2 separate regions of the Anas platyrhynchos genome follow, and region 2 is linked to region 1. A link is a contact called in public Hi-C data. All regions are on one chromosome and are shown on one strand. Each heading gives the region's core, a stretch centred on a gene start, on an enhancer-like site or on the middle of the called end of the contact. The rest is flanking DNA. Distances are from core to core; before and after follow the strand shown. Region 1 has its middle 18 kb from the start of SUCNR1. Region 2 overlaps MBNL1 (muscleblind like splicing regulator 1).

Region 1 (6,141 bases), core at 831-3,330:
CAGAACATGAGTCTCTCGCCCCTGCAAGGTAACGCTGTTCTCCACCGCTTCCTTACATACATACAGCTTTTAAAGAATCTCCAGGGCCGTGCAGTTGTTTCGCTTTCCTAATTGCTTCTACCCGTCCTCCTTCGTTCTTCTGCACCTGCCAGGCTGTGCTCCTTTCCAGGCCCGTAGCTGCTCTCTGTCATGAGGCTCCCGTGAAGTTCCCTGGAGCTGCTCAGCTCCCCTCGCTCCCACCGCAGTGTCTGCAGCGAGCGCTCTGCCAGGGCTGCCCTCCAGGCAGGGTCGTTATCCAGGAGCCTGCTATGAGAAACCTCTTCTCTTCCTCCGTGAGGGAAAGAAAGGAGGTGAAATGCGGCACGTGTTGGCTGTTGAACCTGAAGCCTGAGCTGGTGTTACGTACAGCCCATGAGACTGCATGATAGAAAGTTTAGAAAAGAGCTGCACTACGCACAAAAACAACAGCAGTAAAGCTAGTGGTGAAAGCACATGACTCTTTCCATAATAAAATATTACCTTTATAGTTTTCTAAATTAGCTGGGAGAAAATATTGCCCCAGGCTCAAGCTTAGCGTTCACATTTAGCTTTCATTTTATTTCTGTAGACTGCAGAGCCTTACATGTGTGTTAGCAGGAACAGATTGAAATTATTTATTTTAAATCATTGTCTAATTCAGCTGTAGAGAATTATATTTTTGAAATGACACATGAATTTTAAAGACATGTGGTACACATGTGCAGCATTCATTCTCACAGCATAAGGTGTTAAACTCTAACTGGTCCATAACCCAGAATTTACGGAGTGCCAGGATTGACATAGTATGGTGGCTATGATACCTTTGAGGTGACACTATGCAGTATAAAGTTACAATTCAGCTTCAGAATCCCTAATTCAGGAAGCAAGAGAAGAGCTATGAGAGTGTCACGGAGAACTGGGGAACCCTGGGTGGGTGATGGCCAGGAAATGCCGGTGGTGCTCTGGTGCAGGGCCCTGGGGCAGGCGGCGGAGGGTGAGGGGCAGGCTGGGGAGCTGCACCCATGGGTTTGGTGGGGTGGAAGGGGTGAAGAGGGAGGGGGGGTGTTTGGCTCAGCTCCTGGCTCTGCGGACAGGACTGCCTGCATGTCTCCAGCTGCAGCCACAGGCACGGCTTGGGCTTTGTCAGCTTAGCAGAGAGCCGCTCTCCCTAAGGGGTTTCTGTTTGCAAGGTGAGAAGCAGCAGTGGGGTGTCTGAGGAACTGGGGCGATGCTGTGATGGGCACCATGCAGACCGCCTGGGAGCTCAGACCATTGTTCCCGTGGGTTTTGGTTGCTTTGAGGCCCCATCGTGGTGTAACACTGTCGTGTTGTCGATCTAACAGGGGAACACTCAGCTCCATGCTGTAAGGTACGTCTGAGCAGCATCACTGATTTGTTAGGGGGTTCCTCTGGTTTCTACTCAGTCTGATTTTTTTTCCTTAATAGAGTGAATATTAAAATATAATTGGACTGTATCCAGCTTACAAGATTGCTACTTATTCATGCTATGTATGATTAATAGTGATTTGCTAAGATACATTCAGAGGGATTCTATAGGAGTGTGTGTTATAAAACGTGTAGAACGTGTAGCTGCATGCTAAGCATTAGCAAGCTGTTAGAGGGTTTTTAGAGAAGTTTAGAACTTCTTCAAAGAAAATTATATACTGTGTATCTTGCAGTGGAAAATACTGCTTTAATAAGCATCTCAATATCAAATTTAATATAAAATTAGAAATAGGAGTGCTTTGATGTGCTATATTGCTTCCTTCTGCTTTTTCAGCAACAGGTCCCTGAAGTGTACTTCAGATATTTATTCAAATCAATAAGCTTTTACAAGGTCTCCCTTTTCTAGTCATATAAATTGTTGCAGATGCAGCAAATGTGAGATAATGTGCAAAAATACTATACTATAAAGCTGGTTTACAAGCAGAAGTACTCAGAAATGTCCTGTGTAAATGAAAGTATGGAATCAAATGTAACCCAGACTACCAGCCAGGAGCCAGTCTGCAGCAGGCTACGAGGGGAATGCACGCGTGGGAGCTTGGGCTGTGTTACACCTCGATCCTCTGCTTATAAGGCAAATGACTCAAATGTCTGAATCATTAAAATGTGCCATTTCCATGTGCCTTGTGGTAGCTGGTGCAAGCTAGCTTTAGAAAAAAAAAATGGACTCTCTTTTTTCCTTTAAAAAAAAAAAAAAAAGCCAAGAAAATAATTATGTCTTATTTCCTATAATCAGCTAATGGAAACTTTCGAACTTGTGTTACTTTAAATGGGTGAACCTTGGGCTGCCTACATCTAATCTTTTTCTATGGAATAGCTCATACTGCCTTACGAGTTTACCATTCTTATAACCAAATAAAGCTATCGGAATGTGTGATTGTTTTTGTACTGGCAAGTTTACTAGAGGAAATCCTCCTCCTGAACGAGCACAATGGCTCCTGATTTCTGCAGGGCAAGTAGCAGCCAGTAAAAACAAACATTATCCTGTTATAGTACATTGCTACAAAGGCCTGAATTAAAAAGATTATGTATGTAGTTCAGATTACCATAACTTTAAATCTAATAATGTATTTTTTCTCTGCTTAAAAATATTTTACCTTTCTAATTTTTTTTTTTCTTTCTTTATGGTACAGGGACAAATTCTGGTTTGTGTTGTGTATTTCAAAACGTATTAGTGTGTTTGCTGGGAATCATTCATGAATCTGCTACCCTAAGCAAGGTTGTTTTGTCTGAGGTTTCATGTATGTGTTCTGTTGTGGGGAAATAACTTTTTCCTGATATGGGAAAGCAATTTATTTTTAGTGCCTATTGGATACTCAGGTTGTTTTATCTTATCTCATTTTCAATTAATTTCTGTGCGTTTTAGGGAGCTCTTCATGGCATTACCACCCAATGCATTTGATCACCCTATGGCAAGTTTCAGGCTCTCCTCAAGAACTTGGCTGTGCCTCCCCAGTGGTGCTGGGGCCATGCCACCCCACGGCTGCCCCGGTGCCTGTGGGTTCTGGCGTGGGTCCCAGCCATGGGGAAAGCCTGGGGCAGGCGGGCAGAGCTCTTGGCCCAGCACTCCCTGCCTGAGGACATGTCCGGGGTGCCTGATGCCCCTTGGCCACGGGTGGACCCCCAGGTCCTGCGGGGGGAACAAGGGTCAGCTCTTCAAATGCCTGTTCCTGTCACAGTGCCCGCAGTTCATGCTTCTCACGTCGTGTGAGATGGAGATCTCGCAGGGATGCTTTGTTCATACGTCAGCTCACTGCTGCGTATGATTTCCTCGTCATTGCCAGAGATTTGGGTGGCTTTACTGAAATTTGCATGAAGCAAGCAATGGTACCCACAGCTACAGGTGGCTTCGCAACAGGAATGTATACAGAGTAGGAAATAATTCACTGCTAAATTGGGATTGAACGGCATGAAAACAACAACTCTTGATCTTACAAAGGCTCAGACATCAGCTTAACATCACACTGCATACTCACACGGAGGTTTTGGGAGGTGCTTTTCCTTCCCTGCTCAGGTTTGCAGGGTTGTGCAGGCAGCGTGAGGCCAGGGCACAGCTTGCCCAAGGGCAGGTGCAGCACCAGCCCACGGAGCGCGGCACTGGCGAGTCACAGGGGAGCCTCCCTGCAAAGGAATTTTGGTCTTGGCAAATACTGCTTGTTCTTGGCATGGATCAGCTGAAAGGGGAAACAAGAAGAGCACTTCTTTAGGGAGTTCTCCTGGAAAACTTCAGAGTCTTCTGTGCACGGAAAACAGAGGTGCATGGAAAGCCTGAAGGACAGTTCCTTGCAAAAATTCTGGCAGCCAGTGCTGAAACCTGATGCTGCCTTTGAGTGCCAAACACCTTTTTCCTAAGGTGTTTGAAAAATGGGATGCCTCCTCCTGTGGTAGAAGCTGTGTCTGCTTGATGGGTCCTGTGGCACAAGTGTCCCCGCCATGCCTGGTCGCACGCGTGCTGAGCAGGGTGATGTGGTGGGCACCGACCTGAGCGTTGTAATGGGGTACCGAAGGTGAATTTTTTCTTTCCTCAGACTACCTGGGAAGTTTTTTCAGCTCAGCCGCTTGCTGCTGCTGTAAGCATAGAATTTGGGCTGTTTCAAGTGCAAGCTGCAGTCTGCACGACCGATCCCCAGCGATGGGTAACGGGGGCTGCTCCGCTGGTACCCCCAGCACGGCACGGCCCTGGCAGCGGGCACAGCTCCCCTGCCCCAGTGGGGCTGGCACTGCGGGGACCCCGCCTGGCCACTCTCCATTCACGTCCCTGGGTAGCGGATCACTGGAGTCACTCATGCTTTTACAAGGTGTCATTCTGACCACAGTGGCAGCACGGAAGCTGCATTTGTATTCATCTGTCTGCAGCCGTGCTGTAGTTACTGGGAGGCAGCACGAAGCTGCCGGCACCCTGACGTAGCCGCCACGATCTGCAGCCCATGGCTCCGCTGCGCGCCGTGGTTTTGTGTTTGTTTGTGTTTTCCCGGGGGAGCCATCTGGTGTTTGCAGCTTCCCCGAAAAGCCTTCTCTGCCCGAGTGCCCCAGCAGACACTGCCTTTGGTCGCTTTCTCGCCTGCCACCCGCGGCCCTGCAGAGCGAGGCCAGGCAGCCGTGGGGCACGGGGAGCGCGGTGCTGCTGGGGCCGCCGGCTGTGGCAGCCTGTGGCTGCGGGTGCGCCCGGGTTTGCTCTGCGCAGCACGTCACTTGCTTATTCCTGAGCCTGTCTGCGTGTTGATGAGGAAGCCTTTTCTTTCATTTCTCACTTAGGCAGAAGTTTGTGATTTTTTTACAAGTAAATCTGGCAATAAAGAAGCCAAAATAGTCGTGTTAGGCTTCAGTAACTAGTAATCCATGCTTTTTTAGGGAAAAAAAAGTTACTCAGAATTCCAGGCTTCTCTTTTTTGCCTGAGCTGCTCAGCTGTCCCTCAGGGAGCAGTGTGTTCATTACCTTGCAGAGAACCTGGACCTCTTACAGGTGTCAGATGGGGTTAAATATCTTGGAAAATAAGGAAAATGAGGCGTGTGGGTGTAGCTTGGCCAGGGCAGCGGGAGCCCTGCTCTGCGCCGGGACGCAAGGAGCCACGGTCTGGGCACAGCATGTGCTGCACGGGGTCTGTGTGCTGGGAGCAGAGGGGGAGGAAAACGAGGGCTTCCATGGGGGAAATGCCTGCGCAGCATAGTGGTGCGCTAAGGCTAAAAATGAGCGTTTCTGGGCTGGCCGGAGCGATGTGTCTGATCTGTCCTGTCCGCTGCAGCGCTGTGGAGGAGGAGGCCCTCCTTTCTCGGGGCAGGCCCTCTAACGTGGGGGAATGAGCGTGCTGTCATGTTGTGTTCCCCAACCCGCTGCCTGCTGGACAGTACGGCTGTGTAACAGCTCGTAGGGGTGCACGAGAAGCCTTGCTTGATGAAATTTTTTGGTCTTCAGCGAGCTGCATGGCATACAACGAGCAGTGTACGTAATGGGAACACGGCTCTCTGGAGGCCCCATGGTAGCAGGTGCCCAAATGAACCTGCAGGTCCCATCCCAGCTGTACGCCAGCCTGGGCTGCAGAGATGGGGCGGCCCGGCTCCGGGGGCAGGACCGTCAGCACCCTGCTTCTCACCTCACGTTTTGCTTCACCTACCTGAGAATCATGAGTCATTTTAGATGGATTTAGTTCTGTAAAAGCACTTCTAAGTCAAAGCTTTACTTTATGCACCTTAGGACAAGGGTTATGCTTCAGCTCTCTCACCCAGGACCAGACACGCATCTTTCATCGTTGGTCCTGGTGTTGTTTGTGGAGCCGTTCTGTGAGGCCCTCTCCTTTGTTTTAACTTCTGTTATTTCCCAGTGTGATTTCAGTGGTGTACTCAAAGAAGCCAGAAATTAATTTTCCAGTTACCATCAGAGGTTAATACATCCTTTGTTTTCTTCCTAACTGAGCTACAATACCTTTGGGCATAGTACTTGATACAACTTGGCAAGGGAAGAAATAATATCAGAATTGACCTTGGTACCAAAATAAATAGAGGGGAATTAATGTTTAGTTATAATTATCCTGTTCTCATTAACAGTTCCTCTGATTACTGTAAAATATATGAGGTTCCAAGGAGTTTTGTGTGACTCTTGTTATATTTATGAAAATGGCTTTT
Region 2 (6,425 bases), core at 1,390-3,889, 41 kb after region 1:
TGGCCCCTCCGTGACAAATATCCCACGCTGATGCACATTTGAGAGCAGCCCGTACCACCGGTGCTTTCTTTCACCAAGCTGCCCGTGTTACCTCGCTGCATCCTCTCGATTTTTATTTCCTTCGAGGACTTGTTTTATTCAGCTTCCTCGGAGTGAGTGCAGGGGTGGCAGCAGCACAGGGATGCCTGTAATTAGGAGGATGAGCCTCAGCGCCTCCTGACGCCCGGAACAGTGGATGATTGCTGCTTGGGAACTGTGTGGATGAACTGGGGCCCTCGCTTCTCTGCCAGAGCCAACACCAAGGAAGTGGCACACGTTGGGTTATAACAGACACCATCAAGTAACAATTCATCACCTTCAAAGGCATAATGGGTGTTTTCCTTTGCATTATGCACATTCTAAATGCAAATGCCATGGAAAGGTAATTTTGCTGTTAACCAAGATCAGCTCGTTAAGATAGAGCTGCATAAAGTTGTTCCCTTTTGCTGTCAGTTCTATTTTTTTTACAGTATTTGCCCATGCTGAGGATGACTTCTGTAATTATGAGCATTTATCAACAAAATCTTGCCACTGCTGTCAAGAAGAACTTTTACTGTGCTGTATTTTGTATATTTTTATGAGGGTTTTCCAGTGTGAGTGGAAGGACGCCCGTGTTGGCGGGCAGCTGGCGGCAGTGGTGTGGGTCTGGAGCACCCCATGGCACAGCAGCACCACACGAGGGCCCGGATCCCTGCTGTGTGCGGGTCCAGGCTTCATGAATGGGTTTGTAGGGCCAGCAGCTGTGGGGGAGAGGGCTGGCAGGGACGCCTGCCCCAGGTTCGGTGGCTCCTCTCACTGCACAACGTCCCCCTGTCAGCTCCGTGGCTGCTCCCTGCCGGTGGACACAGCAGCCCCCCCTGCTTGTGCTTCTGGGGGCTTTAGAGCAGTTGCCCCAGATTTTTTTATTAACAATTACATATTGTAAACTCAGTTTCCCAAGTAATGCAGCAAAGTAAGCAGCATTTCCTTCCTGTGAGCCCGTAATTATTTACCAGAAGGATAAACATGTGAGTGCTTTTTTGGTGCTGTCCTTGGTGACGTTTGGAGCCTGCCCTGCCGTGAGGGTGTGCGATTGCAGTTCCCATCGTGGCAGCGAAAGTTTGGAGCAGCTTACAGGGACAGAGAAAAGGACTCTTAAAATTGCATCACGGTTGTGTGGAACTTGAATGCATCCCGGGACAACGAAATACACGTTTAGTGCAAAAAGTTGGAAGGTGAGGGGGGTGCGGTTCATGATGGGGCTTAGCTCCTGGCCAGGCATTGAAGTGAGCGGTGTTGCCCCATCCCCTCCCATCCCGTCCCATCCCATCCCACCTGCAGCGGGTGGTGCCCTGTGCTGGCCTCTGTCCTGGCTTCCTCTGGAGAGCGAAGCCAGTGGCAGCTCCTGTTGCAGAGGAGTAACTGCTGGTACACGTTGCCGTGCCCTGCTTGGAGGCAGCAGTAACTCCTCTGCCTCGGGGGCTGGCCTGAAATCCCCCCTCAGCCTCTGGTGGCCACCACCCGAGCTGGTACAGGTCAGGGTGCGTGAGGTTGTCCGTGCCTGTTGGGCTGTTCGATGGCTTCATGGGGCTTGGTGTGTGCTGACCCCGGCGTGAAGTCCAGCTCTGGATCAGGAGGATCGCTTTTCCTCTGGTATCAATTATTTTGAAAATATCTGCGTGCTGTCAGCACTACCCAGTGAGATAGCCCATGTTTCCAATTGAGGTGGGGATGTTAGAAAAGTCCTTTTTTGAGGTATCTGGGAGAGCTCCCTTTTCAATGTACTCTAAAGGGAAAGCCTGCAGCAGATCTCATCCCTTAGCTCTCACTGAGGCCTAAGCATGTGCTTGCTGAAGGCAGCTCAGTTTTCAATGGGCTGATTGCTGCTTGCTATTAATTAGAGGCAGCGGCTTATAAGCTAAAGACGTACTTATGTCACTAGGATGCTGAGGAGTGCACTCAGAGGTAATTTGCGTTTGAATCTACAGATTAGGCAGAAAAACCGAGGAAGCCAGGACAGGGCAAACCAAAGCCACGTGAGCTCTCCGCAGCCGCGTTCTCCTTTTGGTGAGCCTGGCGGACAGGGGCGCGAGGCACGGCACGGCACAGACACCAAACGGAGGCGTTTTGGGGTGTGCATGTGCACGCTGTGCGCGTTGGTAGCTGCATCAGGTGAGCTCCAGCACAGCAAACAGCAAGAAGTGCCGTGCAGCTCAAGGTCTGAGCGGCGTGCTGCTTGCTGTTTGGAGAAGTGAGGTGTCCCGCAGCCCGCCCCGCTGGGCTCGCCGCACGGTGTCGGTTCTTTGTCTGGGTCTGCAGGTGGCAGCTGAAATTTCAGAATACAGCCCGGGTTCTTCTGCTGGAAGCACACCTTGCTGCCTGCCTCCCACAGAGGCTTTTGTTGTAAAAGGAAGGTTTTTTCACTTACATACTTGTCATAAAAGGAATTTTTTTTCCACTCAACCACTTGTCAGTATGGTTACATTCGGAGCTGGTTCTTGCAAAGTGCCTCTCTTGCTTGCAGTTGCATACAAAGAAGAGCAGCGCACACTGAACATCCCCCTTATCGCACTGTACCACATTTTACGTATCTCGTAGTAAGATGTTTTGTTTCTACGGTTTCAGCCTTGGTGTTTTAGAAGATTAATAGACTTAGCAGCCCTGTTTATTAAGCTTAGTGATGATAACAACGTAATAAGTCATGAGACAGTCACGGATCATCTGGCAAAGCACAATAGGCCTTGGGGTTGAACTTAGAGCAGGTATTTTTTGGAAAGGAGACTAAAATGTTGCAGACCCTGTAAATAACACTTCCTGACTTGGGTGGGTGGCTCTTTGTGAGCTCACACTTGCATGGGGAGCACGATGGCACGTGTGTGCACTCTGCAGCCACTGCACGCCGAGACAGAGCAGTGCTGGAGCTGTGCGTGCCCGCTGCTGGGCACCATGGGCGTGAAGCACAGCACGGCACAGCACAGTGAAACACAGCACAGCACCGCTCCCTGCGCAGCCCCCGTGGGCTCGCCGTGCCGGCAGGGCCAGCGGCAGCAGCAGGAGCGGGGCCGGGGCCTCTGCAGCCCCATCCGCACGGCTTCTGGCTGGGGCTGTGCTGCGCCGTGCAGTGCTGTGCTGTGCTGTGCTGTGCTGTGCTGCCGCCAGGGCCGGCCTGGCTCGGGAGGCTGAGTAAGGGCTTGGGAACCCAGTCCGGCTTTGGGCTGCGGGCCCAGTCCTTCCAGAGAAGTTAATGGGAATCGTTCCTTCTAAAAAAGGCAGAGCGGCCGCGGCTCGCCTGCGCAGCCCAGCCCTGCGGGGTGGTGGGCCGGGGGCAGAGCCGGGAGCAGGGCTCCTCACCGGGGTGGGCTTCCCGCGCTGGGGGCAGCTGCTGTCGGAGAGGGCAGAGCTCGCTGCACTAATAGGGTCGAGGCACATCCGAGGTCTCTAATCCCTCCTTACCCGTGCGGACCGAGGAGTCTGCCAGGCTGTGGCAGCTCGGTGGAGCAGGCACATCTGTCAGGTTTTCCAAGCAGGTTGCCAAGCTGAAGGCAACCGTAATTAGGCCTGGATTCACTGGAGAAAAAGAAAACAAACCAGAAACAAATAAACCCTACCAAACAAGCAGCAGATGCACCACGTGTCTGTGTGAGTGCACGTGCCCGAGCGCTGGGGTGCAGGCGTGTGCCTGGGTTTGCCCGCACAGAGGCGGCCCGATGGCCCCAGAGCTGCCCTTCCTCTGTGTGCCCTTCCTCTCCCTCCTGCTGCGGCGGTGCCGTGCCCTCTGCTCTCCGTGCCAGGGAGCTCCTGCCAGCCCCGTGGGCTGAGAAACACGGCCTGGCTTACTCAGGAGAAACAAACTGGTAGTTTGTTTTTTGTTTTTTTTTCTGTGACTCTCAGAAACTGGGGAAAAAAAAAAATCCAAACAAAACTTGCGTCTTGCCGTGTTTGGAAGCTTCGTTAGTGCCTGAACGGGGGCTTTGTCTCCGGGTGTGTGCCTTTGTTTTGAAGTGCGATCCTTTCTATATGTGGCTCTATGTGGGAACCCTTCGGTGCTCGGTACGTAGGCAGAACTTAAAATGACTTTGAGGCTTCTTCCCAGGCAGTGCAAAAGAAAAGGTAGTGAATCAGTGATATTAATAATGCAATTATGTGCTCCTCAGCCTTTGATGTGTAACAGTTAAAAATGTTCTTCTGGGGGTGCAGACACTTGCTTTTATGGCTTAGCTCTGCCAGCTGCTTAGAAGAAAGCCCCCGGAAGCGTATCTTGCTGTTTATCAGCATTTTACTGAGCCCCTGTATTTATTTGTGCCAATCTATTCCATAAATTAACCTTTATGATGTGATTTTTTGCGGAAAGTAGGCACAGCTCTGCTCCGTTCTTCTAATTAAATACAGCTAATGGTGGTATCTCGAGTGCAGTAGCTTGAACTTCTTTCACTCATTTTTCTGCATGACTGACAGAATTATTGCTTTGGGGTTTTTGTTTTGTTTTCTACAACTTGTTAGCACTCTGTCTTTTGTCACAGTAAGTGTAGAAATTACTTCATTTTCCTTAAATCTTTTCAGAAGCTCTGTTCAAATATTCTGTTTTTTAAGACTAGGATTTTTAACTTTCGTGCTCACTATTTTTAAATGAGTTTGTAAAGGTACGAGTGAGAATTCAGGGAAAGCAGTGATCTTTGTGAGCTTTTATCAAGGCGCCTCGCTGCGTGGTTCAACGTCGGTAGCTTGCGCAGGTGTTGCTGCAAGAGGAGGTAAGCTGAGATGCTGAGCAGAGGGCAGAGAGGAATCTTCCACGTGGGAAATACGAGGGGAAAGCTGATAAAAATAGCGGAGGCAGACAGTTCTGATGGATGTTTGGGGCATTATGCAAGCCTCTAAAATTGCCACGCAGCACGAGGAACGTTAATTGGAACGTGGCCGGAGGGCTCGCGGGCTTCAGTGCGGGATCTCCGGGTGCTTTCTGCCCCGCAGGCTGCAGGCTCCCTCGGTGCCGGCCGCGGGGCAGCGGGCCCTGTGCCACGCCGCCTGCCCCGGGACGGGACGGGCTCTGGGGGCAGCGAGTGCTCAGTGTAGGGCTTGGCCATCTTAAATAGCATGGCCCCAGAGCCGCTGCACTTCTTGCCCAGAGTAAAGCGTAGTCACACAGTTCTTATTGCTCCTTTTTGCTGTTGTTAACTAATTTGGAGCTTTTACGTGATACCTGGAGGCACACGGTTACCTGGCTTGCCTGAGACTGTTCACGTGTTGAACTGAATCACACCAAGTGTCCCTGTGCTCCTGGGCACTGTGTTTTTGCTATGCTAGAATACGCCTGCTACAAACTAAATGTAAGGCCAGAATGTATTCAAAATAGGGTGCTCTCTGCTTTCTGTGCAGGGTTTTGTTGGACAGGGACAGGCTGGAGCGCTGCCGGCGCTGCCTCTGACCTCGCAGCAGGCACAGGAGCAGCCCCAGCACCGCAGCCACCCCACGACCCACGCTGACACTGCACAGGCTGCTGCAGGCTGCCCTGCCCTGGGCGCCTGGAGGGGCATCCCTTTCTGTTTGCCCTCAAGCAGGATGCACAGCGAGGCCGGGCACAGTGCTGGGGCCGCTGGATGCTCACAGACGGCACGTGGCAGGCGCTGGGCTGGCGGGACGTGGTGCGGGGAGCTCTCAGCTGTGCCTGTCCCCCACGGGGAGCAGCGGAGCCGTGCTGTGCCCTGCAGCGGGGAGCAGCGGCACGGCGCCGCGGGGAGGTGGCACGAGGAGTGTTCTCCATGCCTGGTAATTGAGCTCAGATTTGATCTCGCTAATTAATCTGGCGTGTGCAAGGATCTGAGGGTTGCACCCAGGCTCCTGGTTTGTGGTTAATGCCATGACAAAGTGACCAGCAGGCGCAAGGGAAGGGTGGGCAGGGGAGCGGAGCTGAGCAGGGAGGCTCGCAGGCTGAAGGGTGAAACGGCCACGTCAGCACCCAGCCTGGGGCCGTGTCCCTCGGGTGCTCCCCAGGCCGGCGGCCGTGCTGTGCCCGCTGCTGGCAGGCGGCCGTGCTGCCATGGGAAGGGCGGTGGCCAGCGGTATGGGTTTGGTGCTGAACCCAGCAACCTTCCCGAGGTTACGGGCAGCTTTGGGGTAGAGCCTGGGCTGCAGTGAGGTGCCAACGCGCTCTCCTTTGCGCTGAAGTAGCCGGAGAGTCCTCGAGGCCGGGTGCCTGCATCTCGCGCAGTGACAATGCCTGCAGGTCACTTGTCCTCCCTGAAAGCACCAGCATCAGCTGAATCGCTGTTAGAGGCAGCGGTCGCTTCCCTTGCTGAGTCACGGACAGGCTGTATTTCTGCAGGAGTTCCTGTGGATGTTAGTACCCACATCCCGGATTTACGCGTGTCTCGTGCCGAACACGTGTGCGTACCCCTGTGCTGGTGCAGGTC

Evidence for each region. A called contact is a pair of places that touch in the nucleus more often than the background predicts.
Region 2: a contact with region 1 is called in a Hi-C map of skeletal muscle, with 1.6 times the contacts expected there. The contact joins two enhancer-like sites. A contact is called at or near these places in 2 of 8 Hi-C or Micro-C datasets (F5 follicle and skeletal muscle).

What each region holds. Positions count from the first base shown.
Region 1 is chr9:757,106-763,246 of IASCAAS_PekinDuck_T2T, forward strand. No RefSeq gene overlaps it. Among named protein-coding and RNA genes, the nearest start is that of SUCNR1, 18 kb to the left of the region's middle. Within about 2 kb of position 2,081, at least 4 of the 8 cell types and tissues checked have an H3K27ac peak or open chromatin away from gene starts, as enhancers often do. A contact at or near this core is called in F5 follicle, where this site is marked.
Region 2 is chr9:797,187-803,611 of IASCAAS_PekinDuck_T2T, forward strand. All of the region lies in intron 1 of MBNL1 (muscleblind like splicing regulator 1), which reads left to right. Among named protein-coding and RNA genes, the nearest start is that of MBNL1, 14 kb to the left of the region's middle. Within about 2 kb of position 2,640, at least 6 of the 8 cell types and tissues checked have an H3K27ac peak or open chromatin away from gene starts, as enhancers often do. A contact at or near this core is called in F5 follicle, where this site is marked.